2 separate regions of the Mus musculus genome follow, and region 1 is linked to region 2. A link is a contact called in public promoter capture Hi-C data. All regions are on one chromosome and are shown on one strand. The core of a region is the stretch at or near the end of the contact, and the rest is flanking DNA. Distances in the headings are between cores, read along the strand shown. Region 1 holds the start of Snhg8 (small nucleolar RNA host gene 8). Region 2 holds the start of Prmt6 (protein arginine N-methyltransferase 6).

Region 1 (6,465 bases), core at 2,289-4,788, about 13 Mb before region 2:
TTTACCCTGCACCTTGAAATCAAGTCATGAAACAACCCAATATGAAACTGGTGCTGCAATCCAGGAGAGGGATGAGACTCCACCTTCTGGAGAAAATTACTTTTGCTGTTGTTTCCTTGTGGTGCTGGAGATTGTACACAGAGCCTTGTGATTACCAAACAAACACTCATCACTAAGCTACATTTCCAGCCCCCTATCCCAAAGGTTTTAAACTAAAAAAATAAATAAAAATAGTGGTTTTGAAGTAGGGTCTCATGTACCCTAAATTGTCCATTAACTTAATAGGTAGTCAAACAAAACTCCAACCCGAAAGCCACTAGTTGCTGGGGTTACAGGCCCGTGCCACCGTGCCCACTGTATGCCTTGCTGGGGTTACAGGCACGTGCCACCGTGCCCACTGTATGCCTTGCTGGGGTTACAGGCGCGTGCCACCGTGCCCACTGTATGCCTTGCTGGGGTTACAGGCGCGTGCCATCATGTGCCACCGTGCCCACTGTATGCCTTGCTGGGGTTACAGGCCCGTACCACCGTGCCCACTGTATGCCTTGCTGGGGTTACAGGCCCGTGCCACCGTGCCCACTGTATGCCTTGCTGGGGTTACAGGCCCGTACCACCGTGCCCACTGTATGCCTTGCTGGGGTTACAGGCCCGTGCCACCGTGCCCACTGTATGCCTTGCTGGGGTTACAGGCCCGTACCACCGTGCCCACTGTATGCCTTGCTGGGGTTACAGGCCCGTGCCACCGTGCCCACTGTATGCCTTGCTGGGCGCTGGTCCCAGGGCTTCGTGCTGCTAGGTAAGCACTCAGAAATGAAGTAACATCTCAAACCCTAAAAACAAATCTTTTTTCCGTTTCAGAAATACGTACTGTGCTCTTCAAAGCACTTTGCCATGACCACAAGTGCTCACTGGAGTCTTCCCTCCAAGCACTTCCCCAGGAGAAAATGCAAACATCAAAATCACTTGTACGGATGAAGGTTTTCATAACAACACTTGACCAAAACGCTGAAAGCTGAAAAGAACTTCCACAGATGATAAGAGATGTGGTGAGGGGAGAGCAACAAGGACAGAAAAGAACACAAACAGAAGGACATGCCAAAGGCAGGTTTTAAAAGTTCCATTTCAGACAAAACAAGTTTGGCCAAAAGACAGGAATATACAAGGACATAAACTATCACTATTCCATTCCAGCTACCTAGCCCAATGGTTAACGTCTGGTTCATTAAAAATGTTCAGTAAGACATGATGTGCTGCCAAAACTTATGTTGAAATCGTAGCCCCTACTCTCTGAACATGGTAGTATTTGGAATGAGGTTACTAGACCGTGCTGTTGGTGGCCTACAAGAACGTGGTTGAGGGCCGCAGGTCTGCCTGGATGGTCATCTCGAGCATTGAGAAGAAGACCGACACCTCCAACAAGAAGTTGCAGCTGACCAAGGACTGTCAGGAGAAAGTGGAGTTGGAACTGAGGTCCATCTGCATCACGGTTCTGGAATTGTTGGGTAAGTATTTAATAGCCAATGCAATTAATCCAGAGAGTAAGGTCTTCTATCTGAAAATGAATGGAGATTATTTCCAGGATCTTGCTGAAGTAGCTTGTGGCGATGATGGAAAACAAATGATAGAAAATTCCCAAAGAGCCTACCAAGAGGCATTTGATATAAGCAAGAAAGAGATGCAACCTACACATCCAATCCGCCTGGGGCTGGCTCTTAACCTTCCTGTATTTTACTCTGTGATCCTTAATAATCCAGAGCTTGCCTACACACTGGCTAAAACGGCTTTTGATGAGGCTATCACAGAGCTTGGTACACTGAACAAAGACTCCTACAAAGACAGCACCCTTATCATGCAGTTGCTTAGAGACAACTTAACATTATGGACATCAGACAGTGCAGAAGAATGTGATGCAGCAGAGGGGGCCGAAAACTAAAGGCATCCAGGGCACCAACCCCCTTCCCCTCAAGAAGACCTTTTTACATCTCCATTCCTTATTCCACTTGGATTTCCTCTAGCAAGAAAGCCCATTCGTGTGTATGGGATCAACTGTTTATATAGTCTTTTCACACTGCAGCTTTGGGGAAACTCCATCCCTTGGTTTGTGTTGTCTCCTCCTTCCTGGTGTGCAGTTACTGCTGTAGAAAAGTATCAATAGCTTCATTTCATGTAAACACGAGTAACTTCCAGACACGTGAGTAGAGGACTGACAGCACACTTGGTATTTAAGTAATCTGAACCGGTTCTACAAGCGACTGTGTTTTGTATTACTGCGAAGATATGGAAAATGTAGTGCATTGCAATTTAAAGTAATGTTAGTACTTTTCCATGCAAATTTGTGTACATGTGAGAGGGTATCCATTTGGTTCAGTGATTGTTCTTTAGAGAGTTGTTTGCTAATCATTGACTGTAGTCCCCAAAAAAGCCTTATGAAAATGTTATGCCCTGTGTAACAGCAGAGTAACATAAAAACAAAACTACATTTTGTAAAATAAAAAACCTGACAGGTGCAGACAGGCACAAAAGAAAAACCCACGGAAAGATGCAGGCTACCATCTACTGGCCAGAGAAGGAAGGCCCTTAATCTCGGACTTCTCAGCTCAGGACTAATACAGACCATTCTTAAGGACACCCTCAGAAGACCATCCAGAATGTAAATGAAATGTTTGGGCAACGCGCCGCGGTTACTTGAGCCTTATGATGAACTAGTTCTTTCAATTCAGTAGTGATTATTTTAAGTAAAATGAGATAGTGGGTGAGCGAGCTGAGGTTCACGAACCCCTCTAGGTCCTTCAAATGCGAGTATTGTCTCCAATGAATTCGTTCCTACTGACTCCTGCACGGTGTTGCCCTAACCGCACCCTTCCCAGCCTGTAATGATCACAGCTTTCTAACTAACATTCTCCATGACGACAACTGTCATCTCCATACTCCATCACTAAAGGCCCTCTATTCTGTCTCATAGCGGGCTGCACGCGGGAGTGAGATATGCCTTCCTCCCGGAAAAGCCGAGGGCCGGGCGGGTCTGCTCGCACTGCCCAGGCTTCCCGTTCTCCCGGTTCGAGAAACCTTCCGGCGCGCTGTGTCGGGCAAAAGTGAGATCAGATCAAAAGGGCAAGCGGAAGGGCGCAAGCGGAACCATCAACCCCGATGGGGGCAGAGGAGCCGCCAACAGCTCTCGGGGACAAAGGGCCGGCGCCATAGGAAGTGATGCCGGGGGAGGCGGCAACGAAGGGACCTTAGACTTTGGGTCCCAGAGAAGAACGCAGCCAAGAAGAGAAAACGCGCGCACCGCCAGAGCTTCAGCCACGAGACTTCTGACACCGCGAGAACTGTGGTTTCAGCTCGGCTTTTCCCCGCCCACCTCCACAGCCCGCCCATTCCTGTGACGCACGCATCGAATCCGGGCCGCCTGTACACCAATCAAAGTGACGAGGCGCGGGAGAGCTCGGAATGGGCGGGAAAGCCCCGCCCCTCGCGCGCAGGCTCTTGGGAGAGCGTCACCCGGGCTATAAAAGCGTGCGCGCACCGTTCAGAAGTCTCTTTGGCTGCGATCCGCCTACGAGTATGTAGTTGTATGGTGGGGATGATATCTTGGGCCTTATTTGTGAGTGGCCGAGATGCGGGAGACACAAGGTGGCTATGGTGCTGGCCGAAAGCCATCAACTCTGCAAGAGCGCCGTGAAGGTTAGCGCGACGACCACCATGTAAAGCCGATACGGTGTTGGGCGGCGTGACGCAAGTTCGCCACCGCTGGGTCGGATGGTGAGTGACACCTCTGGGGTTACACTAGATTTTTGGGCTGTGAAACTCCATGTATCTTTGGGACCTGCCGCCTGTGGCAGTCTCCCTTCCTAGCCATGGAAGAGCATGTTCTTGTTATTGGCAAAGCTGTCACCATTTCATTGGTACCAGATTCTGACTTGAGCAAGTGACATTCTAAGATTGTAAGAGTCTACACGACGCTAGAAAAATGGACTTCAGTTTTCTAAACTAGTATTGAAATATTTCTAGGAAACGCCGGGACCCGTTGCTGTTGAACAGTGGAGGAAGTGTTAAGGTAAGATTCATTTTTGTGGTGTTTTCGCGGTTCTGGGTAGTGAGTGGGCCTTTACTGTTAGGGTGAAGTTTGCTCTTGTGCTGACATTAACATAAGTAAACAGCCCGTAGTATAGTCACGGATATTCTGTAATGGGCCTTTTTTTTTTTCTTGCAGGTACTGTAGTGGTTGAGATCGTCTCTGGTCAACTTACAGGGAATCTTCGCTTTTAATTTTTGAAAATTGAATATTTTATATTAAATAAAAGATGTTTGGTGTGTAATAAGACTGTGTCCTGTTTCTGGAGGTTGTGTGAATTAAGAGTTAACGATACAGGAGACATTTGCGCAGGAAATAACTGGGTTAACTAGGCTTCCAAAGAAGATAGGTTTGATTGTTACAAAGGTGCAAGATAAATGTTGGCTTGGAACATGAGTGATTAATAAGCCACAGACGGTTGCCCTTAATGAAAAGTATCTTTTGCTTGCTGCTCTCCAAGCCTTCTAGTGTGTGCCATTCAACTTCAAATCTCCAGAAGCCAAGTATGTAACACCAGCTAGGGGGTGTGTTGTGACAGGTGCTGAGGGGATACTTGTGACCTTAGAGGCTTTTGTGTCTGGGATTTGAGGTACTGAGACTCACACTCAAGAGTATGATAGGCCTTATTTAGGGAAGCTTAGGAACCAGGGGGTGATTCCTCTGCACAGAGATTATTGGGATCCAAATTCCCACCAGATGTCTCTGGGCCTTCATTCCTATTTAAAAAGGGCTGCTGTAAGGTCATGGTTCCACAAGTGGTCAGTAATTTGTATGGCCTCTTAACTGCTTGCCATTTCATGTGTTAGGCTTTCTGGTACATAAGGAGAGCCTCTTTAAAACATTTGTCAGGTTAGTCTCAGGAGATCTGAACTTACTTGAAGGTACCAGTAGATGGCGTACTTTTTCATGGTTCAAAAGGCAGAATTCAAGTTTGACATCTGCCTACTGTTCTAGAGAAATGATTTTGATAGTGAAGATTTGAACTTAAGAAAATGATGTGCTGGTCTTAGTGTAGGTAAGATCAAAAAGGTTAAATGTGGGCACCTAATCAAGGTTCCTAGCCCAAATTTTGTAGATTTAAAAATTAAAACTAAGATTTGCTAGAATTTCACCTTACATAAAAATTGTAATAGGCAAGGATAAGACCTGTACCCCTGAACTACTGGGTTCTCTCAAATTCAAAGGAATCGCAGGCTTGTCATTTCTGGCATGGTGCCAAGTATGAAGACTGAATGGTTACTGTTTTACTATTTTCTTGAGCTTTCCATAAGTTACAGACTGGTGACACTTTTTATCCAAGGTACAAAGGCGGGGACTCTGGTATAAACTCCAGGAGTGTCTTTGACTCCACATCCATACCCCCAGGAAGTCACCCCATACACAACCCAGGACTCATCAGGCTTTTCACACATGAGTGGTCCTCCACTGTCTCCCTGGCAGCTGTCCACACGGTTGTCTTCTTGGAGGTTCCCAGCACAGAGCATTCTCCCAGTAAATAGTCCCTTGTACCTCTCTTTACAAAACCTCTTGGGTAACAGAGGCACAGCAGCTTGTTGTAGAGTTCTTGAGTAGGCACGACCTGCTCAGACCAAAAGAAGGCTGGCGTTAGTCAATGGGATTTCAGCTAATGATCACATTTAGCAGTTTAGTAGTCTTATAATGCCTTCAAAGGCATTTCAAAATGGCTGTTAACTTAGAAGTAGCTATGGTGCTAGCTGTGTAGCAGAAGGCTCTAGTATTGGATGTTTCAGAATTAAACTGCGTACAGTTTCACATACAAACATGACGTGTCATTTATCTAGTCAGGTCATTTGTGGAAAAACATAAGTGTACACCTAGCAATTGAATTCCATCAGCTAGTGCTAAAATTTGGAATTAGAACCAACAGTGTAGGAAACCAACAGTCCAGGGTGTGAATCTAGGTAGGCTGTGTGTATACATTTCACACTTGGCAGACTTCAAGCATCTAAGCTTAAGCCCACCTAAGGCCGTGATTCTCAATCCTAATGTTGCGATCCTTTAATACAGTTCCTCCCATGGTGGTGACCCCCAACCATAAAATTATTTTTATTGTTACCTCATAACGAATTTTGCTACTGTTATAACTGTGTTTCCCAATGGTCTTAGGTGACCCACCAATGGAGAACCACTGATCTAAGGTCATACCATTGCACATCCTAACATGAACAGACCAAATGCTGTCAAGTTTTCTTCGATTGTTTCTTTGTTTTTATAATTACCTGTGTCTCCCCATCCTGTTATGTGACAGTTGGAGGCTGTTTTCTGTGGCCTCTCTCTCCATAGAGGTAAACAGGCTGGCAAAACGTGGGTGCTTAGTCTGGCACATTGCTCCCCTGGTCCTTGCAATCTAACCAGGGCAATGTCATAGT
Region 2 (5,979 bases), core at 3,150-5,649:
TTCATAACTCAAAATCAGTATCACCTGGGTGATTCTTACACATTACCAAATCCAGATGCACCACAAGGTACAACTTTGTCAATCTCTGGAACACAGCTTTTTTGTGCTCTCAGAAGACACTTCCCAGAAGATGTCATCTCAGTAATGCTGGTCTCTTTTTAATCACAACTAATTTCTTAGCTCCAGCTAACCAGTCTCAATTGTCCCAGTAGTCCCTTCTATTCTTGACTCTAAAGTCAGAGCCACATGGCCAAAGCTGCCAAGTTCTGCTTCTTATGGGGCTGGAACATGGTCCCCTTGTTTTATTATATTATCACCAGCTTTCTGTTTTCCAACTCCTTCACTGCCTAAGCTTGGCTGTCTTGGAACTTGCTCTACAGACTGACTATTTGCCTGTCTCCTAAACACTGGGATTAAAGGTATGGTTCACAGTGCCTGGATTTAATTTTTTCTACACTTAGAACTTGCTCTGTCTAGGCTGGACTTGAACTCAGAAGAGATCTGTTTCTCTTTGCTTCCTGGGATTAAAGGTGTTGTTACCATGCCTGGACCTAAATTCAGCTGGGTAGGATCTTGCCCCAAGATCACTACTCCCTTAATTCAATTTAATTTAATTTAATATCATCGAAATTATTTAATATCATTGAAAACAGGATTCAGCCCCATTTCACTTCCTGGTGTCCCCTTAATACTAGAACCATACATTTTATATTTTTCCTTTCTCAGCTTGCTACACTTATTTAAAAGTCTCTTCACAAGACCTAACCAGAGAACAGAATCAATGATGGGCATCTCTGAGACTTCCTTTGTCAATGCAATTAACCTGAGATTCTTTATCTTCACCTCAGGTAGACTCTTTAGACAGGGCAAAGAGTGGCCAAACTCGTCACCAAAATACAACAAAAAGAGTTTGCAGGCCACATATTGAAATTCTCCACTGAAACCTCTGGGGCCAGGTCTGCACAATTCAAATCACTCTCAGTCTCCCACTATTCCTACTAGGATAGCCCATTAAGCCCCCATTTAAAGCATTCTGCTGGTTTCCAAATCCTAAGTCCCAAAATCCACTTTCTTCCAAACAAAAGCATGGTCAGGCCTATCACACAATACCCCCATCCCTGGTACCAACTTCTGTATTAGGTTGGGTTTTACTGCTGTGAACAGACACCACGTAACTAAGAAAGGCCAATCACATTGAAACCATTGATGTAAAGTGATGAGAGAATTCTTTTCCAGAATTCGACTATTCCTGAGTATGTGACCCAGAAAAGATGTATTGGTATAAATGGGCAGTATATCTTGATACCAGAGGAGTTAGAATTTCTGACATGAGGTGAGATAGGAAGGGATGGGGTGGAAAAGAATGGGAAGGGAAAGGATGGGAAGGGGTGGGATAGGAAAGGATAGGATGGCATGGTAAGGGAAGGGAGGGTATAGGAGGGGAAAGAATAGGTTGGGAAGGGAAGTAATCTGAGGTTACCTGATTCTCCCAGCCAGAGAAAGAAAAACCCCTAAAGCTAATGATGTGATTTTATATGGGTTTTCGTAAAACCCATATTAGCAATTATATGGAGAATGGGTTAGTTGGGGGTGTGGCTAGCTGCAGTAAGATTCCATCAGAGACTGCCAGGCTAGAAAGACACCTTCATCTTCTGTAGAATTGGACTTTGGTAGTAAGAAGTGTGAAAAAGTAGATGAACTGACAAACTTTTATTTAAAGATTTTTTTTACAAGAAACTAAAAAGAAGTAAATTAAAAATTGGATTTATAATAAACACATTCTGGGGCAGGGAGATGACTCAGGAGGACAAACACTTACAGCCAAGCCTGACAACTGGAGTTGGATCCCAAGTACCACATTATAAGGAGAGCCCCAACCTCCTTAGCTGTCCTTTAACCTCTACAAGCATCCTATAACACACAAGCAAAATAGCAAAAGTTAATTAATTAATTAATTAACTCTTCAAAAGTGAAACACTAAACACACCCAAAAGGGAAGCTGGCGGTTTGAGATCAGAATAAGAGAAGTATAGGCTAAGGGAAAGCTCATTGTGTGTTATCAAATTCTCACATTTATAACTAATCTCATGTGCTCTTCTAGGCGTTACTTCATTAACGGAAGATAAGAAACCAAGGTAAAAAGGAAGAATACCTATTTTATGGATTTTCAGTTATAGGTTGCTGAGCCCTGACTATTGAAAATAATGATATAAGATTTAATTAAATCAAAATTAGCCATAATCATCTGGTTTCACATTATGATTCCCCAGCAGCTTTAAAAACTAGATGCCCGAGTTCCCCTGAGTGGCTCTCATTTAGCTGGGTTGAGGTGGACCCTAGCATGGGTATTTCAATAAAGCTCCATGGAGGGTTCTAATGAGCCAGGACTGGGAGCCTTGAGATTACAAGTACAGCTGAGGATTTCACATTAATAAACCAATTTCATTAGCGACACTGATAGAGAGAAAAGGGGAAGAAATTCTGTTGCCTAGAAGTTTAATGTAGTTAAGTATTTTTAACACACACACACACGCTAAAAGCCCATTTTCTTTTGTGTGATCAGTTTTTAAGCTTGAAAAATATTATTCTTAATAAGAAAGTAGTTTAACATCTTTACATTTATTAATTTTATTTTTTTTGTCTCTATGTTTGGACATCACATACATACTTGATACTCTTGGAGGCCAAAGGAAGGCAACAGGTCCCCTGGGACTGCGGTTAAAGCCAACTGAGAGCATTCATGTGGATATTCTAATCTAACCTGGGTCTTCTGGAAGAGCAGCCAGTGCTGTCCATTGCTCCTGTTCCAGATACCAGTACACATTCTTTAAATTATTGTTTTTATGTTATGGCCAATGAAGAGATTAATTTATTGTTAACCAAGCTTCTTTTTGACTAACAGAAAAAATAAAATAACTGAGCCTGTGGGTATCAATTCTGGCTTTAAAAGGAGATATAGCAGAATTTTTTTTAAAAGTGAATTGCATTGGAAAAGAAGTCAAAAGAGATGAGTTTCACCATTTCTCCAAGCAAGTGTTTTTACACAGATACATAGATTTAAGTGTATGTATGTGTATATATAAGCTGGTCACCAAAGACACTGGAAATGGGTTTGAGAATATCATACCCTTGATGTTAATTGTTCTTTAGTTTGAACTACAGAAGTTTCAGAACAGGACTCAAGACCAAGTAAACTATTCTCCAGAGACACAGTGGTGGCTGATACATTTCATGGCCACAGCACTTCTTCAGTATTTGCCCTGGAGCTTAACGTACCTCAGGGATCACTTTGGACTCAGAATCAAGATCTTGTATTATTTGGTTTTCACTTTGCGTCATACATATTCTTTGTATCCTAACTCTGGTTAGAACAGAGAGTTTGGTGAGTTACAACTGTCAGAGAAGGGACAAGAACTGTGCCACATAATTCAGTAGTGGGGGGCGGGGGAGGTCCTGTGAGGGAAACATAGACTTGTAGCTGTAAGTGGTGTGCCTACATCAAGAATGTGTAAAAATGAGTGTAGTGACTATTCCTGGCTATCATCAACTAGACTATATCTGGAGTGAACTACAGTCCAGAATTGGAAGGCTCACTCACCTGTGATCTTGAGGCTGAAAGACACAGGTTTCTGACTTGAACCGAGTGGAGGTTTTTTTGTTTGTTTATTTTTTCTTTGAGGCAGGGTTTCTCTGTGTAGCCTTGGCTGTATTAGAACTCACTCTGTAGACCAGGCTGGCCTCGAACTCAGAAATTCGCCTGCCTCTGCCTCCCAAGTGTTGGGTTTAAAGGCGTGAGCCACCACGCCCGGCCTTGGCAGGAAGATCTTGAGGCATATGGCCATGAAAAGTTTAGCCTCAGGCAAGGTAGTACATGCCTTTAATCCCAGGAAACTTGAGACAAAAGCTCAAGGTCAGCCTGGGAAAAGGAAGTCCCAGATCCGGAAGTGGTGATACACACCTTTATTCTGGGACACACCTGCGGGAGGCCTACATAAGGTCACTGGAAGAAGGAAAACTCACTTTTTCTGCCAGGACGCCGTGTGGGACTGAGCAGCTGCTAGATCCTTGGATTTTCATTCACAGCTGCTGCTGACCATCTTTGGGGACTACAGATTGTAAGTCATCAACAAATTCTCTTACTCTACAGAGGCTACCCATACGTTCTGTGACTCTAGAGAACCCTGACAAGGGGTAAAAGGAAAGGGCAAAAACTGAAAGGATCTCGGGAAAATAGTGTGGTCTTAGAGAACAACTTGTCATGGCGTTAGAGGAAAATAACGGTGTGCCAAGATTGACTCTGGTTGAGCCTCTGCCCTCAGGAAGCGGGATGCAGGAAGCGGACTACGAATCCCAGCAGGCCCCGGGGACTCTGAGCCTGCGCACCGCACCGCGCAACGAATGCTGGGGGTCGGCTGCCGGGGCCAAGATGTCGCTGAGCAAGAAAAGAAAGCTTGAGTCGGGGGACAGCGGAGGCGCCGGCGCCGGAGGGGAGGGAGCCGAGGAGGAAAATGGCGGGGAGCAGGAGGCGGCCCCGCCACGACCCCGGAGGACCAAGAGCGAGCGGGACCAGCTGTACTACGAGTGCTACTCCGACGTCTCGGTCCACGAGGAGATGATCGCCGACCAGGTCCGCACCGAAGCCTACCGCTTAGGCATCCTGAAGAACTGGGCCGCGCTGCGAGGCAAGACGGTGCTGGACGTGGGCGCGGGCACCGGCATTCTCAGCATCTTCTGTGCCCAGGCCGGGGCACGGCGCGTGTACGCGGTGGAGGCCAGCGCCATCTGGCAACAGGCCCGGGAGGTGGTGCGGCTCAACGGGTTGGAGGACCGCGTGCACGTCCTGCCGGGCCCGGTGGAGACCGTGGAGCTGCCGGAGCGAGTGGACGCCATCGTCAGCGAGTGGATGGGCTACGGACTTCTGCACGAGTCCATGCTGAGCTCCGTGCTCCACGCGCGGACCAAATGGCTGAAGGAGGGCGGTCTCCTCCTGCCAGCTTCCGCGGAGCTCTTCGTGGCCCCGATTAGCGACCAGATGCTCGAGTGGCGTCTGGGTTTCTGGAGCCAGGTGAAGCAGCACTATGGCGTGGATATGAGCTGCATGGAGAGCTTCGCCACGCGCTGCCTCATGGGCCATTCGGAGATCGTGGTGCAGGATCTGTCCGGAGAGGACGTGCTGGCCCGGCCGCAGCGCTTTGCCCAGCTCGAGCTGGCCCGAGCCGGCCTGGAGCAGGAGCTGGAGGCTGGTGTGGGCGGGCGCTTCCGCTGCAGCTGCTATGGTTCCGCGCCTCTACATGGTTTCGCCGTCTGGTTTCAAGTGACCTTTCCCGGAGGGGACTCGGAGAAACCTCTGGTGCTGTCCACCTCGCCTTTTCACCCGGCCACCCACTGGAAGCAGGCGCTCCTCTACTTGAACGAGCCGGTGCCGGTGGAACAAGATACGGACATTTCCGGAGAGATCACCCTGCTGCCCTCCCCGGACAACCCCCGGCGTCTGCGCATACTTCTGCGCTACAAAGTGGGAGACCATGAGGAAAAGACCAAAGACTTTGCCATGGAGGACTGAGCGTTGCCTTTTCTCCCCCTCCACCTTCTTCGGAAGGTCCGAAGAGAAAGGGAGATCGCCTATGCAAGTTGGGGACATAGCTGTCTCTTTTACCTCACCGCTCCAGTCTTCATTTGAGGACATTCTTCTGGCAGTGTTTATTTTAAAAGTGAGCATCCCTGACCAAGGACTGATGCAGTGTGCTTACTAACGGGCTTTTAAACCTGGAAAGCATGTAGTATAAAGAAACTCTTGTATTTCTGTTTCTTTTGTTTAACTGCCGGGGTTGGGGGGGGGGCAATAAATGTGATCTTTTTATAATTGGTCCACGAGCTAATCTGACACCTCCCCATCCCTATCAGTATGAAACTGGGAGAAAGGCAACATGGTCTGATTACATTTCAGAAACTTGCAGAATGATTTTTAAAGCTGTTTCT

The links. Promoter capture Hi-C pulls out the DNA fragments that hold promoters and counts their contacts.
Region 1: a promoter capture Hi-C map of liver shows a contact between it and region 2, with 4 times the contacts expected there. The contact joins the promoter of Snhg8 here to the promoter of Prmt6 in region 2. A contact is called at or near these places in 1 of 39 promoter capture datasets (liver) and 1 of 484 Hi-C or Micro-C datasets (CD4 T cells).

Annotation. Positions count from the first base shown.
Region 1 is chr3:123,505,409-123,511,873 of GRCm38.p6, reverse strand. It overlaps Snhg8 (small nucleolar RNA host gene 8), which reads left to right and starts at 3,538. Exons shown (of 1, transcript NR_028574.1): 1 at 3,538-4,322. Snora24 (small nucleolar RNA, H/ACA box 24) reads left to right here and starts at 3,808; the gene lies at 3,808-3,937. Prss12 (protease, serine 12 neurotrypsin (motopsin)) reads right to left here. Exons shown (of 11, transcript NM_008939.2): 10 at 6,316-6,465; 11 at 5,272-5,654. The coding sequence ends at 5,347. It also overlaps the pseudogene Gm9369.
Region 2 is chr3:110,249,419-110,255,397 of GRCm38.p6, reverse strand. It overlaps Prmt6 (protein arginine N-methyltransferase 6), which reads left to right and starts at 4,399. Exons shown (of 1, transcript NM_178891.5): 1 at 4,399-5,979. The coding sequence starts at 4,427. The coding sequence ends at 5,563.